2 separate regions of the Gossypium hirsutum genome follow, and region 1 is linked to region 2. Evidence: chromatin contacts called from public Hi-C data. All regions are on one chromosome and are shown on one strand. Each heading gives the region's core, a stretch centred on a gene start, on an enhancer-like site or on the middle of the called end of the contact. The rest is flanking DNA. Distances are from core to core; before and after follow the strand shown. Region 1 holds the start of LOC107909907 (protein ESMERALDA 1). Region 2 holds the start of LOC107909904 (MLP-like protein 31).

What was found. Hi-C and Micro-C count contacts between places; a contact is called where the count stands out from the background.
Region 1: a Hi-C map of hypocotyl shows a contact between it and region 2, with 1.8 times the contacts expected there. The contact joins the promoter of LOC107909907 here to the promoter of LOC107909904 in region 2. A contact is called at or near these places in 2 of 34 Hi-C or Micro-C datasets (hypocotyl and leaf).

The regions. Positions count from the first base shown.
Region 1 is chrD02:54,119,382-54,122,210 of Gossypium_hirsutum_v2.1, forward strand. It overlaps LOC107909907 (protein ESMERALDA 1), which reads right to left and starts at 1,338. Exons shown (of 11, transcript XR_005910418.1): 1 at 622-1,338.
Region 2 is chrD02:53,923,379-53,926,513 of Gossypium_hirsutum_v2.1, forward strand. It overlaps LOC107909904 (MLP-like protein 31), which reads left to right and starts at 1,876. Exons shown (of 2, transcript XM_016837605.1): 1 at 1,876-2,100; 2 at 2,222-2,764. The coding sequence starts at 1,905. The coding sequence ends at 2,499.

The DNA.
Region 1 (2,829 bases), core at 88-2,587, 200 kb after region 2:
TCCGCCAGTGCTGCTCTGCCTAAAGATTTAATCAATCAACGGAAGCCTCTGGATTCAATTCACTTAAGCTGCAATTATTTTTACTACAATATATAAAGAAAAAAGACAACTGGCTAGACAATGCAGTTTCCATGTTCTTCAGATCCAGATACGATCCCAAAGATTGTTACAGCTGGAAATGAAACATGTACAACAAGACACAAGGGTCTACTTCCTCAGCAACCAACAGTGATTTTTTTATTAAAAAAAAGGAATAATGCTAAAAATGATTCCCTACTTCAGCATTCTATTTCTCGGTAATCTTCAGACTGAGAAAAAAATTTAAAATCTTTACGTTATTTCTAAATTTCAAGGAACTATTCGGAAATCTAAAGTCTAACACATTATCAATAACACAACAGGAAAAAGGCAACTATATTATCCAAGTTCCTCAAATTCTACCAAGATCCAAACCAAGAAGGAAAAGAAATCAAACAAAAACTCGAAATTCAAAATGGTTCAAAAGACAAATCCGAGCCAAAAGTGAAAATCTTACCAAAAAAAAGAAATCGACCCGCAATAATAAGATCCAAGAAGCCATCAGAATTGAGTAAAAAGGAACATAAAAAATAAGTGACTCACCGCATCAGCAGAGGAATTATCGGCATTCATATCAATTTTAAGCTTCTCATAAAGCTGGGGACTCCGGTAAACAGAGCCGGGTGCGGGTCGGTGTTTAATAACGGGAACCACATCAAACGAAACGGTGCCCATGTAAAGAAGCATCCCAGAGATGTAAATGAGAGGAGCAAAGAGAAAAATCCCTTGTCGACGAAGAAGAACCGAAAGAAGTAACCAAGCGAGACGGTGGGCTATGGTCCGCCCCGGTTGAAACGGGCTAAACCGACCCGACTTCCTTCCGTGGCGGTACCTCGGTGACCGTAGTGGTGACGCCGGCGGTGATGGGGTGCTGTGGCCGCTACTTGGAATCCTATTTTTTGCGTGCATTTGAAAAAACAAAAAAAGAAAAGGAAAGAAGAAATTGTTCCTCTGTTTATTTTAAATTTTATATATATTTCCCCTTTAATGGTTACGTTATAGAGGAAGATGAAAGCTTCGTATTTTCTTTTTCCTTTCTCTGCTGTTGGTGGGGACGAGAGAAAGAAAAGAAAAGAGAGAGGAAGAGCCGAAGAGGATTTTTTTTTTCTTTTCTTTATTTGAATTTTTGGGTGTAAATTGGATGTTTGTAGTGATCGAAAGGAAAGGGCAGAGAAAGAGGATCGCACGTGCAAGTGGTGTTTGGGAGGGAGGGAAAATAATAATAGGAGGTGTGTTTGGAAGGGAAAAGTATTGTTCTTTTTTATTCCAAAATCACTCACATCACATGTTTATACTCTCTCTTTTTTTTATTGAAAAAACTCCATTCTTCTTACTTCATTCTTAGGCATCAATCGTGACGTTTTGAAGTTAAAAAGAGGAAGTTTTGGTCAATATTTTATTTATTAAGGGTAAACTATAAAAATAGTTATTTTTATTTGTCTCAGATTACATTTTAGTCATTTAAGTTTGAAATGTTACGTTTTAGTCACTTATATTATCGTTTTGTTACAAAGTGGTCACTCTACTGTTAAACTCCGATACCTCCTTAACGACAGTCTTACGTGGCAGTCCTAATGAGTTTTAAATGCCAACTTGGATGTCCAGTTGCTAGAATTAAAATATGTTTTTAGTTAAATAAATTTAATTTGGCCTGCCACGTAAGACATCTAAATTTACATTTAAAACTCATTTGGATTGCCACGTAGGACAGCCATTAAGGAGGTAATGAAGCTTAACGGTAGAGTGACCACTTCATAACAAAACGATATCATAAGTGACTAAAACATAATATTTCAAATATAAATTACTAAAATATGATCTGAAACAAATAAATGTGATTATTTTTATAGTTTAATGTTATTGTAATTAAACCCATTGCATTGTGTATTTCATAAGCTATTATCTGTTTTGCTTCTCATAATTTTACTTTTCAGAATTTTCAATAAAGAAAGGGAGACTTAATTTGGAATTCGTGGTTTAATTATTAGCTAATTAAGTTTTTTTTCCATCAATATTGATCTCCTATATAATGCTTTTATTGGAAATTGGTTTCCTAAAATAAAAAATCAGACAATGGTATAATTGGTATTGAGTTCAACCATCGACTTAAAAGGATATACTTTTTTTTCCACTTTAATTTTAAAGTTTTTTTTTCACATTTTAGTCTCTAACATTATTATATGTTCCCAGTGGCTAATTTTTTGCCATCAACCTTTAATTTTTTTTTCAAACTGTTTTTTCTAATATATTTAATAAAAAAATTCAAGGTTTCAATCTTTCACACATTTGTTTACTAGGAAGTTTTTCTACTGAGTTAATTTTTTTTAGATAATTACCTTTATTTTCTTTAAATTAAGAGTTTTTTAATTTAATGTATTATTTATTTTATTATTTTTTACATGTAACTAACTTATAGGGTTATTTATGTAATAAATTACATCTCATTAAAAATATTCCACATATGAAATTTCACATCATCCTCGCATTATCCTCGCATCATCCTCATTAACTTTTTTTAACATTACTTTCATTAAATTTGTTAGAAAAAGTAGTTCGGAAAAAAAAACAAAAGTTGATGATCAAAAAAGGCTCAAAAATACAATTAGGGTCATTTTGACAAAATATGCAAACGTTAGTGGCCAGTTTTGTCATTAAGCCAAACCTAAAAGATCTTTTAAAATTAAAGAGAATCACAAAAAGTTAATAAAATTAATAAAAATTTTAAAAAGTATATATTAGAAATTTTGATAT
Region 2 (3,135 bases), core at 626-3,125:
TGATAAACAATTCAGCTAAATCATTTTGTGTGTGAACATGAGCTACAGGATGTTCAACTTTTATCCCAATTGACATGCAATAATCATTGAAAACTTGGGATGCAAACTCACCAGCATTAGCAAGATGAATTGTTTTAATTGCATAATCTGAAATTAATCATTTAAACAAGCAATCTCGGAAACGACAGGTTGCAAGTTGATAACGCACGCAATTATTTTGTAGATGCATCTACCAAAATCATATAATATCAAAAACATCCATATGGTGGATGAATGGCCCCATAGTCATTCCAGAAATGCAAGACATTAAATCTCAACTTTAACTAGTGAGTTTCTAAGAATCACTTTTCATTGAGAACAAGTAACAAATGAGAATTCTTTAAATTAAAGAATCTTTTGGTTCTTTAATGAATGTCCATATGAATTATCAATTAATTTTCGCATCATATATGATCCAGGATGGTCTAATTGGTCACGCCAAGTAGTAAATGCATTTGTATTAGTAAACTTCTGGTTTACTTTAACATGTGTTTCAATTGTACTAAATTGTAACAAATTGATAATTTTATTATCATTTCTTTTAATTTGTATCCACATATAAGTACTATTATGACATTTACTACTGGAAATGTCCAAATCAATGTGAAGTTTATAATGCCACTAAGTCAATAAATATAATTTTTAAATAATTATATGCAATATTCGCTTCAGGGAATAGCAAATTTTGTGCTTTTTAGATATTAATATATTAGTTCTTCTAGAGCTTTCAACTTATTTTGTACTACCAAATATTGGAATAATATTTGTTTGTTTCAGTATCAAATAAGATAAATATTTTCTTTTTATAATGATAGAATTCATTACTACATTCTCATATCTTTCCTCAAAGAATATTAACAAGAACAAAATATTTGGGCATACGCCATATATGTGGCCAAAAATATTTCATGTCACATTGATAACATAAGTTATCTTTACCCTTTGAAGAGTGATCTTGAGAAATTTTATTGTTCTCTTATTTATTACTATGTTCCCACTTTCAGTGGTCCATGAGTATATCTTTTATTTTTTTTTTATGTTTACATTCACTTCGGGGAATGCAAAAAATCTGGTAGGACAGACTTCTAAACGCCTCTATTGATTTTTTATTTCATAATCATCTTCGTAAACATACGTAGATTTTAAATCAGAATCTACCTATTCATGTTGTCATGATTATTCTCCAATTACAATAAATAAAACATAGTAAAATATACCTGAAGATCTTTAACATCATCATCATCACCTTGACTATTATCATGATCATCCATTTTGAGATTGAATCTTTCAACATCCTGAAGATTGATTTGTGGGACGACTTCGAAAGATTTTGAAAAAATAGAGAATCATCATGCTGATAACGTGTTATAAAATAAAGAAAGATGGAGAGAATAAATAACAAAGAAAATATGAAAGCAATATTAGAGAATGTACTTTATTAATCAAAGGGATGATAACAATGCTTCATCAGAGTCTCTATTTATAGGCATAAGAAGTATAAAAGAAGTATAGATCTAATTCTAATAACTATTAGAATTTAAAGTACATCAAAACTTTATCTTGATCATGATAGACATCCACCTAATAAGATATTCATAATAAATCCAACATTTATTATTTTAAATATTCGTGAATGAATTTTAAATAAAATCAAACTTTTATGTTTCTAGTTCAAAGAAGATTCAATAAGGAAACCAATTGTGTAAAACTAAATATGTGGCGAATGACAATTAGTTAATGAATAGGAAATTGAGTGGTATCAATTGGAGAGGATTATTGCCTTAGACATTGACCGCAGTCTATAAATATTGTCTAGCCTAAACATCAAACAAACTACTCCCACATCAAACATTGTTAGTGAAACAATGGCATCTTCAGCTCTGACAGGTAAGATTGAGGCAGATGTAGAGATTAAGGCTTCTCCTGGGCAGTTCCATGAAATGTTCACCCACAAACCGCACCATGTGCACCATACTTGCTATGACAAGATTCAAGGATGCGATTTACTTGAAGGTGAATGGGGAAAAGTCGGTACCATTATCAGTTGGCGTTATGTGCATGGTATGATAAATGAACATAGCAAACCCAGAAATCTTCTCAAGCTTTTTGCTTGATTTCTTTCTCTTTTTATCTGTTAATTTTAATAGCAATATCCTATAACAAAACAATATTGTTTGTTCAGATGGAAAGGCTAAAGTTTCAAAGCAGCTAGTTGAAGCGATGGATCCTAGTAAGAACTTGACCACTTTCAGAGAGATAGAAGGAGATCAACTGAAAGAGTATAAGAGCTTTGTAGCCACGCTTCAAGCTTCGCCTAAGAACAAAGGTAGTGGCAGCATAGTGCACTGGACTGTGGAATACGAGAAACTGCACCACGGGATTGCACATCCCGATACTCTGTTGCAATTCTTGGTGGATGCCTCCAAGGACATTGATGCTCACCTCACCCAACCAAACTAAAGGATCGATTAAGAACATCCTATGTCCGTACTGCTCTACTACTACTACTACTACCTGAAGCAGTACTAATCTAATTAAGAATAAAATGACAGCCACCTTTCTTCTTTGTTTCAATTCGAATATGTATACACGTTTGGATCAATATGCTGTCAAAGAGAGGGAGCTTTATTTTCTTAGTATTTGTTGTTTAATTATGTACCAGGTTGAATGTACGAACCATGTGCTTGTGTGTTATATTTTATAATATAAAAGTATGGTTTGGTTACAATTTTTGTTAGAATTTTATTGATATTTTGATAATATAAAACTAAAACTTACCCATATCATGAAATATATGTACTAATCTTCAACATTTCAGTATTTTCATTCAACACTAAAAATTTACCCAAAAATTTTGAATTTTATTATTTCCGTTCTGAATTTAATTGTGGTTTGAAAATTTTTATGGTTGTAATAGTGTAATTATAAAAAGAACACTGGAGTTTACTAAGAAAATAGGAGTCATTATCGATTTTTTTTATAGGTATGTTCAGACACTTTAAAATTATCTTTAAAAAAAATTAAAAATCTTTTTAAAAAAAATTAAGTTCTGAATCTGCATTAAAAATTAGAGACAATCTTAAGTACATAGGAAAA